Linked DNA regions of Triticum aestivum: region 2 is linked to region 1. A link is a contact called in public Hi-C data. All regions are on one chromosome and are shown on one strand. Each heading gives the region's core, a stretch centred on a gene start, on an enhancer-like site or on the middle of the called end of the contact. The rest is flanking DNA. Distances are from core to core; before and after follow the strand shown. Region 1 holds the start of LOC123061906 (GPN-loop GTPase QQT1). Region 2 holds the start of LOC123061907 (serine/threonine-protein kinase EDR1).

Region 1 (5,774 bases), core at 1,975-4,474:
TCAAGAGTCCCACCCGGCGACTTGGACGCTCGGTCTCCCGACCCGACCCAGCCACTGCCACCGCGCACATGAATCTGCCTTCATGGCTGACCGGCCGGAAAGATCAAAGATTTCCCTCAGCGAGCGACCTGATTCTCTGTACACCATCGCACGGAACGGGCGACCACGTCGCGTCGGCGAATGGCCATCGCACCGGCAGGCGGCGGCGGCGGTGGAGCTCCGTTTCTGCAATCTGATTGATCAGCCGGGTTAATTGTTAAGTCGTGCGGCGTCGATCGTGCCGAATCGATCAGTTCGACGGGCGTTATTTGGGGATCTGTAGACTGGACTGGATGGCGATGATGTGAGTTGCCAGGTGCTATACTACCCGCCGGGAGTTCTGTTGCGTCACTGCATGCGCATGGGGCATGGGCATGGGTCGTCCATTGTTTAACCCCGAGTGGATTTTTCTTTTTTGCCGGTAAGAGTATGGTTAATAATATAGCCAATTGATTATAAGAAGTTGTTATGTCATCTAAAGTCAACCTAATAGCTGGCATGTACAGTAGTAAATTTTTAATACTAGCAAAAAAGCCCGTGCGTTGCAACGGGAGAAAAAAAATCCTCTCATATTTTTAGCTGGGTCAGTTGGACAAACAGTGGTGGCCGGTTCGTAGATTATGAGATCGAATCCTCCCGTCGGCAATTTTATTTTTTGCCAGCTCTCCAGCCCTGGGCCTCTGTGCGCCGCCAGATGGGCTTTCTCCGTTTGGCCAAAACGGGTGGCAAATAACGAAACCAAATAGCGTACGTAAAATTAATTGAAGCAGGATCAAACGAAGCAGGACGAAACCCAAAATATCACCTTCCTTTAAATAGGTATAGATATAGATATAAAAGAAAACACTAATTGTTTTGTGCTTTAAATAAGTAGTAAATCTTCGCCGGTCGATTTTTTATTTTTTTGTAGAATTTGTTTGGGTGTTGTTTTAAAATAATCACTTGAATAATTAGTATCATTTAATCTGTAATTATTTTTGAATTAGTAAAAAGTTTGGGTGTTGTTTTAAAATCATCACTCGAATAATTAGTATCATATAATCTGTAGTTATTTTAGAATTAGTAAAAAGTTTGGGTGTTATTTTAATATAATCAATCGAATAATTAGTACTCCCTCCTTTCCGGTTTATAAGGCTTAATTCAAAATTCTCACCAACCAAGATAGATGGTGAGTATCACTTAATCTGTTTTAGAATTAGTAAAAAGACATATATATGATAAAAAAAACATACCGCTATGCGTAGGGCATATGCACGCTGCATGCGTGCTGTAACCGATCCATGTGGACGTTCCCATTATGTGGTCTTTACATGTACTCCCATTATGATTGGTCTTACCGCACCTTCCCATAATGGGGTCTTTCTTTCTAAGAAATCCATCCGATTATCCCTTCTGTGTCGGATCTCTTCCGTGCCTCTTTTTTATAGCACACATCCCATTGAATGGAATCAAAGGGCAGCCAGCCCAGCTGGTTCCGTCTCGTCGACAGCATAGCAGGGAGCGAGTTCGATCCTCGCACGCCACAATTTATTTTTCCTTGCGGACGCAACGGCGGTGTATCGGAACGTTTTTTTCTAAACAAACATACTTCATGGAGTGCGGGTTTATTGTGAAAAAACACAGGGATCGTTTTGTAAAAACGGCACGACCGTCAACTTGACAAGTAAATCCCAGCTACATGAATAGTACCACCTCGGATGTAGAAAAAATAATATAGGTAAAAAAATCTAAAAGCGTAAATTCATGTGAAGAAGCGTATTGTGACGGTGAACCCACGAAGTCAATCCGTGCTTTATTATTAGGAATAGATATACTTCATGGTCCACCGCACCAGCAAGGTCTTAAGACCACATGAGACGAGGTAGATCGCCTACCGGCAGGAGGCAGTAGAAATCCTAGCTTGCTCGGTGCAGGGTACGAGCACCACGGCTGTGTGTGGTGTCTTTTATTCTTTTTCTTGCTCCTGATATATGTCAGGATTTTGGGCCCTGCTCATTCGGGGCCTGTTGCCACTTCTCTCGTAATTTAATTGATCAGCTCCATATATCAATTTTCTAAACCCGCTCTCAAATGATTTCGGGTATGAAGCCTAGTACCTAGTCCCTTTCTAAACTCAAATTCTCAAACTTTTGCTATTTTTTCAGAAACCTTTGCTATTTGTTCCATCATTTGCGTACATAAACATCATTTCTAGTTGTCACCATTTTGTACCGATAGTGTTGTCGATTGATGACGATTTGTTCGGATGGGTGAGCGCATTGGGGATCAGAGACGGTTTGGCGAAGAACAAGGGATTTACCCAAGCCCGGGCCCTTCCGTAGGTGGTAAGACCCCACTGGTGCCTCTAATGTGTCTATTAATCTGACACTTGACTGGATCAAGGGCATCGTCTGTGAGCAATGTTACTTGAGAGTGGGTTTCTACACCCCAGGACACTGCAAAGCCGGGACACCTGGCCGAAAACATAACAAAACATTTCAAAACAATCTAAAACTTTGTGACAATAGTATAAACATATGTTACAGTTGCTTGTAAAGTTTGGTGGCCAAATGACAACCGAGGAGCTTTGTACTAGAAAAAAATTGTGCTCAAACATATGTCCAGTGTTCGAGGAGAAAGTAGAAATTCTGTAACTTCCACGCCCCCTCCCCCTACTCTGCCGACTATTGTCGGTATCTCACCTATTATGCCTCCCACGAGCAGCAACAGATGTTCTGTAACTTCCACGCCCCCCCTACTCTGCCGACTATTGTCGGTATCTCACCTATTATGCCTCCCACGAGCAGCAACAGATGGTTGCGGTAAGCAAAGCAGCACCTGCGCCGGCAGTGGTGTCGTGGTGGTTACTAACCGTCGACAATACGGGCATTGCAAAGATTTCAATCTCTATTCCCTTCCTACCGTTGCCTCGCCTCTGCGGACGGTACCTATTTCTCGCCGCATTCATCGATATGTGGTGAGGGTATGTCGGTTTCTCGTCGGAGTACCTCATCGACTGCCTATCGTCGGAGTACAAGCTCGATTTTTATTCGGCACCACGATTGATCTATAGACAGGGTGGACAAGGTGGGTCTCGGCCCACCTTGGATCTTAGACCGGGCTCATAGGAGAAAATTACAGATGGACCAGAGGAAAAAGAAGCCCAACAAACAATGGCTTACTCGTCCCGACCCATCTCAGCCGGCTAGCCCAACAAACAACGCACGCAGGGGACACTGGGACAGCCGGCTTACCACCGAGCCCCTGCTCGCCCCCGACCTCGGCCGCTCGACTCCCGATCTTGCGCCGCCTGCCTCGCCGTCGCTACACGCCTAGGAGCCGCCCCTGCCCGCCCCGCCCGCCCGGCGCCCGGCGCCACCGCGCCCCTGCAAGCCGGCGCCTGCCGCCCAGTCCGCTATACGTCGACTCCAGCACTCGGCCGGCAGCAAGTCAGCTACCCTGCCCGGTGGCCAGCCTTTAGCCCGATTAGAGGACGCGAGGTAAGTTGTCCACTGCGGGACTGCCCATTCCCCAATTTCTGATTTAGGGTTTGCTCTTAGCTGTCTACTGCATCGATCAGGTGGAAGTCAAGTCTATTTCGTTAACTAAACAATCAGGCTTGCTATCCAGTACATGAATACAGAGTCCTGTGAACACATACACCTTATTTGCTATTCAGTACATGAGCACCTGATCAATGACATAATAATGATTTGTCTGATTGTTTGCCACTCTAACAAGTTACTCTAACGATGCCACTTTAACAAATTAACAATGCCACATACTCTTCTTTGAACTTCTCAAGGTATGTATTATGTAGGCTTCTCCTATGCAAAATTGAGAATTTTAGTATGTCTGTAAGACCATATTGATCTATTTCTATGTGCTATTGGTAAATTAGTTAGAATGTTGGCACGTCATATTTGTTGTCAATTTTTTCAGGTGGACCACCCTGTTTTAAAACCCTAGAACCTCCACTGGGTACGAGAAGAGGAGATGGTGTTTGGACAGGTTGTGATCGGGCCACCAGGCTCCGGCAAGACCACCTACTGCAACGGCATGTCCCAGTTCCTCTCCCTCGTAGGAAGGTACTCAATAACTGCAGCCTTGCTATTAACTAGCTAGTACTCCATACCCCGCAAAAAAAAAGTATTCCATCACTACGAACTGCTTTCCTGACTTCCAGTGCTAGTTTCTCTTTTGCTGTTCCAATGCCTGACCTTGTGTTATGTTCAGTTTAGTATGGTTTATCTACTCTGTATGTAATAAGGCATTTTTCTGATGGGAGGTAAACATTAGGAGAATGGCGTGGTGCATAATTTCCTTTCCATAACTGGGCTTCCAGTGTTATCCGTTCTGGTGCTTCTGTGCCAGTTATTGTCTAACTAATTCACAAGGTCATAGTGCTTGATTGTTGGTTGCAGGAAAGTTGTGGTCATCAATCTCGACCCCGCGAATGATGCATTGCCGTATCCTTTGCTCATTGAGCCTTGAAATGACCTTTCCCCTTGTTTTTTTTTTACCATGTGTTACCATCGGGTTCTGCAGTTACACTCAAAATGAGTCCTTGACATTGGTATTTAGATATGAATGTGCCATCAACATTGAGGACCTCATAAAGCTCAGTGATGTCATGTCTGAGCATTCGCTTGGTCCTAATGGAGGTTGATCCAGTGTTCAAGAATCAAGTGTACCTGTTTCATTTCTATCCTTACTTATGCTGTGCTGTTTATATCTTTGTCAGGGCTTGTGTATTGCATGGATTACTTGGAGATGAATATTGACTGGCTTGAAGAGAAACTGAAACCTCTTATTGAAGGTGAGTGCGGAGTGCCTTTCTCTGAACTTCGCTCTGGTGCTGTAAAAGCTGTCGTTTTGGTCAAGGGTAGAGTTAAGATCTTGAAATTTTGACTATTATCCGTACAAATATTTGAAGGGGAGCCTTGGCGCAGTGGTAAAGCTTCTGCCTTGTGACCATGAGGTCACGGGTTCAAGTCCTGGAAACAGCCTCTTACAAAAATGTAGGGAAAGGCTGCATACAATAGACCCAAAGTGGTCGGACCCTTCCCCGGACCCTGCGCAAGCGGGAGCTACATGCACCGAGCTGCCCTTTTATTTTTATCTGTACAAATATTTAGATTGGATACTTAGATCATAGCTGTGAATTTTCAAAAAATGTATTAACTTTGTACTAAATCAGCGACACTTATGTTTGGGACGGAGGGAGTATTATATATTGTCAGTCAAACTCTAACTGTTGATCCAGTTTGCAATCCAGATCATTGACAGAAAGGACATATATTCGTATTACAAAAATCAAAGCTAGCAATGATCTGGATTGCAAATTGATAGTCAAAGCTGTATTTTTAAGACCATGTCCATGTCCAAACAACAGCTTCAAGATAGTGAACCAGAGAAACTGAACTTATATTCTTTGGCTGTGATATCCATAAAATTGAAAATCTTTTTAAGTTGAGACACTTATTTTGGGACGGAGGGAGTAGATAGAAAGCAGGTTGACCCAGTTCTATTCATAACTAAGCTGCCAGATTCTGTTTTGACATTGAAGTGCTGGGAACCTTTGATGAAAATTAATAATTCCTTATGGGACAATCGAAGAATAAAGTAATAATTGCCAATACAGATCAACCTACTTTTAAAATGGTCAACTCACTTTGCTATGACCTTGAATGGAACCTTTTTGCTATTCCAAATTAGAGTTGTGAATAATCTGCAACCATGGATTTTTGGATTAT
Region 2 (5,774 bases), core at 1,586-4,085, 520 kb after region 1:
TATATGCTAGTGCTTGCTACAGCTCCACCTCACTAACTTTTTCCTACCCATAAGCTTAAATAGTCTTGATCTCGCGGGTGTGAGATTGCTGAGTCCTCGTGACTCACGGTTACTTCCAAACAGATGTAGGTGCCGATGATGCCAGTGTAGGGGACGCTACCGAACTCAAGTGGGAGTTCAACGAGGATTCAGGCCATTACTATGTTTCTTTTCCGGATGATCAGTAGAGGAGCCCAGTTGGGACGATCGGGGATCTAGCAATTGGGGTTGTCTTTCTTTGTTTTGGTTTCGTAGTCGGACCTTTGATTGTACCTTGGATGATGTATGGATTATTTATGTATCGTGTGAAGTGGCGATTGTAAGCCGACTCTTTATCCCTTTCTTATTCAGTACATGTGATGTGTAAAGATTACCCCTCTTGCGACATGCCTACCATGCGGCTATGCCTCTAAGTCGTGCTCTGACACGTGGGAGATATAGCCACATTGTGGGTGTTACATTCACCCTCGGGGTGAGGGTATGTACCAGTAGCTATGTGTTTGATCTCTCTCTCTCTCGTGTTCTTGATTTGGCACGATCTTGATGTACCGCGAACTTTGTTACTATAGTTGGATCATATGGTGTCCCCCCCTCTACCTTCTTGTGATGAATTGAGTCTTGCTCTTTGAGGTTTCGTTATGTTGGATTGAGTATTGGATTTGAGAACACTTGATGTATGTCTTGCGATGGGGTATCTGTGGTGACAATGGGATGTTCTATTGATTCACTTGATGTATGTTTTGGCACTCAACTCGCAGATTCCCGAGGTGACATTGGGATAATCTATGCATAGGGGTTGATTTATGTTTTCGTCCTACATTCTCCGATAGAAACTTTGGAGTGACTCTTTGTTGCATGTTGAGGGATTGTTATGTGATCCAATTATGTTAGTGTTGAGAGAATTTGCACTAGTGAAAGTATGAACCCTAGGCCTTGTTTTCAAGCATTGCAATGCCATTTTTGATCACTTTTGTTACTAGTTACCTTACTGTTTTTATATTTTCATATTACAAAAACCTATATCTAATATCCATGTTACACTCGTATCACCATCTCTTCGTCGAACTAGTGCACCTATACAATTTACCATTGTATTGGATGTGTTGGGGTCACAAGAGACTCTTTGTTATTTGGTTGTAGGGTTGTTTGAGAGAGACCATCTTCATTCTACGTCTCCCACGGATTGATAAACCTCAGGTCATTCACTTGAGGGAAACTTGCTACTGTCCTACAAAACTCTGCACTTGAAGACCCAACAACATCTACAAGAAGAAATGTTGCGTAGTAGACATCAACACCCCCTTCCATTTCTACCATAAAGGCCCCTAGCTATATGTTTTATGGTTGTTAGTATGTTTTTAAGCTTTCTTCTGTCAGAACCCTCGTGCATATGATTTTGAGGCAGAATGGGAAACCTTTATTTCAGTTTTAGCAACAATCCAAAGAGAAAGTAAGATGTCATAGGATCACAAACACTGATTGTGTACAAAGATTGTGTCACACTCCATACCACTAGTGTACCACTAACGCAACTAAGTGTGGCTCATGGCAATCGAATGAGTAACCATGTAAATACAACATCAATAAAAGGTAAAATAGCTTTACATGTAAAAACATGTCGTGTACGTTTTCTAGTAACCGGCATGAGATAAGAAAGCCATCAATCTACATCTAACTTTAGGGTACCAAGTTCATTGCTCATCCCGACATATAGATGTATAGACAACTTTGTACGAAAGTGTGCAGTAATCATGATAACCTTTTCAAAATCAAGTGGAAGTTATACCATAATTGAATACATGGTGTAATGTAAGTAAGATATCAATTAACCGACTATGAAAAATGCCATGTCTGCGTTTCAATCGAACACACACTTGGAAAGTTTACCAGTTTACTGAAGGATATGCAGTTTCGCGAGATATGAAAAACTATTGTACAAATAATTACTCCTTTTGCTCCTCATACTTGTCCATAGCAAATAACATATAAAATATAATGTTCATTGTTTATCATCTTTCATCTTTAAGACGATAGCAAGCCAATATCTGTGGTTGGTGAAGGACACAATTTTCTTGATGAGTATACATGTGATTTTTGTACAAAGCCGCAAGCTAACACATATCCGAACACAACCTCTTTATCTCGATGACGAGTGAACCGAAACTGACAACATGATGACATAGGGTCAGAAGACACGTCGCGCAAAAAGGTTACAATGGATGATAGATTGCAAGCATGCATCGCTAAGATAACCACGTGTATGGTTTTGCGACTTCGGTGCAAGATAAGCAAGATATTTATTCATATATATCTTCCTTTTGCGAAAGCTAATAATCCATATAAATATCTACTTTCGGCGCGGAAAGTCTACGTCTGATATGGAGTGATAAACATGATAGCAAGCTGCACTCATATCTAGGATAGCACTCAGTTTGTCTGATAAATCCATAAATTGTCATTGTACGAAATTACAAAACTCCCATATACCATCACAATAGTAGCTGACAGTATGGAAAACCATCTTACATTTTAAGACATAGAGGGAGTAATATTTATTATAACGTTCAAAATCAAGCGAACAGATCACTCCACTCCAATACTCCATGGCCGTACGATCAAATCGAAACAAGCAGCACGAGAATCTCTAAAGCTCGAATGGACCGAACGAGCCAACATTAATTACGCTCCGAAGGAAGACCTCGAAGTAAATGCGCATTACGCTCGCGATAAAAAATCGTACGGGCCGGCCACACGGGAGCAAAGTGCTCCCACGAAACCCCCGTCGCCAGGGTTCCCTCCTGGCCGCCCTGCCATTCCCCGCACAAGGCCAGTGCGTACCGACGCTTCCCCCACAGCCTGGAGCCGAGCCGCCGTACTTTTCACTCTCTCGCCGTCTCGCGCTCTCCTCCCTCCTCGTTCCCGGGCCTCAGCTCTCAACTCCCTCCCAGTTACTTCCTCCTCCACCTCCTCCTTCCCCTGGCCTCGCCCGCACGCCGCTCGATCGTCGCCTACCTAGTACCTACCATACATACCATCACACCTACCGCCCCTCTCCCCCACTGCCTCTCTCGCCCGCACCGCCAAACCCCCCCGCGTCAGCGATCGAGCCCTGCCCGCCCGTCCGAATCCGAAGCCGCCGGGCAACTCCTTCCGCCGAAGCGAAGCGGGCCGCCTCGGGCTCTCCGCCACCGCGTCCTCCTCCGTCCGCACTGCGCCGCTGGTGCTGGATTGGCGTGGAGATCCACCCGGACTTGTTCCTCCTGCCGCTGGTAAGCCGGCCTTCCCTCCCTTCCCTGTCTGGATTCGTTTCGCTCTGATCTAGTCGGTCGGTCGGTCCTGGCCTGCGAGAATTCGAATCCGAATATATGGGCCGCGCCCTGTGCAATACGTGTAAATGCGTCCGTACCGGGAAATATACTCGCTGCAGGTGCGGATTCGCTCGCTGGTACTCCGCCAGCGTACGCCGCCCATCCGTATGATTCGGTTCCTGTTTTTGCTCGGCGCGCGCAGCATCTCAGGCAGGGGTGTTATTGTCCTGCGACCCCAGAGAATCGGGCTCGAGGTGCGGGCGCCCCTGATTCCTCCCGTTTCGGTCATAAATAGCCGCCGGAGGGAAGGCTTGAGCTACAGCCCGACGCCATTACATGGTCGTCTATGGGATTGTGGCCTATATTGCTTACTGTATGTTCATGCGTAGAGTGGTCTGTTTTACCTTTTCCATTTTTACCCACGGTTTTTACCGAGTTGCTAAATTTTGGTAAATAAAAGCCTGGATCTACACCGCAGAGTATGCCCCCATGTACTCATACCGGGAGTGGGCCCAGTTAGTGACGTGGATAGGATTATTGCCGACATTTTTTGGCTGCCAGCATGAACAGCGCCCACTCGTCATAGCATCTAGTGGATAAAATGTGAGTTAACTGGAACTGTACATCATGCTATGCTTGGTTGTATGCAACAGAATATGCAAGTTGCCCTGGAAGTTTCTGATGAGACATGGGAAACTTTCATGTGATGTTGCGGGCTGGCTTCTTTTTCGGAAGCTGATTTCCATCAGGATGCACGTCAGCTGTTGAAACGTGATTCACTTCTATTTAGTTAGCAATCCTTCATTGTACGCCACTAACTGAGCTTTACTAACCACAAAGGTTGCCCTTTCCCCTGGGCAAAGCCAAAGCCTCACGCAGTTCACATGTCCTCACTCTTTTCAGTTGGATGTTTCTATCAAGTTTTTTTTTTTTTGAATTTGAAAAGTAACAAGTAGCCGACTGTTTGTCTCAAGTTTGCACTTATCATTGTACTCCCTCTGTAAATTAATATAAGAGCGTTTAGATAACTAAAATAGTGATCTAAATGTTCTTATATTAGTTTACGGAGGGAGTACTTCTAAATAGTCTGTTAATCAATCATGCATTTTGTTGTTCAAAAGACAATCCATTCTCACCATCAGAAGTGGACAAGGTGTATAGATGGGTTTAGATTAAGCAAACCCTGACTTGCTAAAAAGTCGAAGTATTTGGTTTCTGCTGCAGAACTGCCAGTCAGTTTAGTAGTACTGCAGATGGGGTGAAAGAATCTCCGTGCAGATAATTAGATATAAGAAAAGCTCTGGTCTCTACTAAACTTTGTCTGAGTGGTTTCTGCTTTTCTTGAGATCTGTATTAAGTTTATTTTTTATTTTGCAGATATCAGCCAGACTGATCAGTGGTCATATTGAATACAAAGCTTTCTCGTATGGTTTTTGTTAGCATGCAAAAGATGGTGCCCATGGGTTTGGAATGAGGGACTACACTACCTAGAAATGGATGAAACACCAACTAGTTCTGGGCGATCTGAAGCTACTTCATGTGAACCTAGTTGGTGGCCGCCAGACTTTTTGGAGAAGATAGAATCTGTCGCCTTAGCAAGAGAACAAGAAGTTTTGGCTGAAAAAGAATCGCGATCCAGTCTGTCAAATTCAAGGTCCTCATCCTGGAAGGCTTCTCAGTTACTGTGGTCAACTGGAACTTATTCAGGGTTCATTCCAAACGGTTTCTATTCGATCATCCCGGTGAGTACCCCCCCTCCAGTAAGCATGTTTTGTTCTTTGGAGACATAGTCCTTACAAAAGAACTACACTAGATTATTTGTGCATGTCATGTGGCTTTTGAGTTAGATGCTCCCAAATTCATGTCAAGCACTTGCTTTCCGAAGAAGATGCTTAATGCTCCATCTAAACTGGTGGCTATGGAAGTGGACTTAATTTGATTTTTTTTGTTCTTTTGGTGGCTTTGTATTATTTCAGTGTAGTAACGATAAATCTGAAAATGTAACAAACTGCCTATATTTTTGAAGGGCAGCATTGTTTTAGACCATCACATTTCATATGGTTCAGAAAGTGCCACAGTTTTGCAGAATGTCAACCTTTCCAATGTCTTTTCTCAAGTTGTTTTCTCGGAAAACGAGGAATCAAGTTCCTAGGTCATAAAACTATGGATCATTGGAGAAACACTAGAATTTGGACTTATGATTTCGCAACAATTTTTACTTCTCTTCTCAATCTGATTATTAAGTCCCGAATGATTTAGAGGATGTTCTGCTTTTGTTCAGTTCTTTGTGGTTATGTTTTTTCCACCTGTGGTGCTCTCATACAGGATAAAAAGCTGAAGGAGAGTTTCCCAACAATACCATCACTAACTGACCTTCAAAGTCTTGAAGCAGATGGGCTTAAGCCTGAAATAATTGTTGTAGATGCT

What was found. A called contact is a pair of places that touch in the nucleus more often than the background predicts.
Region 2: a contact with region 1 is called in a Hi-C map of leaf, with 3 times the contacts expected there. The contact joins the promoter of LOC123061907 here to the promoter of LOC123061906 in region 1. A contact is called at or near these places in 3 of 5 Hi-C or Micro-C datasets (all in leaf).

The regions. Positions count from the first base shown.
Region 1 is chr3A:509,634,231-509,640,004 of IWGSC CS RefSeq v2.1, forward strand. It overlaps LOC123061906 (GPN-loop GTPase QQT1), which reads left to right and starts at 3,225. Exons shown (of 11, transcript XM_044485191.1): 1 at 3,225-3,518; 2 at 3,961-4,106; 3 at 4,443-4,487; 4 at 4,603-4,682; 5 at 4,763-4,837. The coding sequence starts at 4,015.
Region 2 is chr3A:510,158,606-510,164,379 of IWGSC CS RefSeq v2.1, forward strand. It overlaps LOC123061907 (serine/threonine-protein kinase EDR1), which reads left to right and starts at 2,836. Exons shown (of 17, transcript XM_044485192.1): 1 at 2,836-3,308; 2 at 4,725-5,089; 3 at 5,673-5,774. The coding sequence starts at 4,841.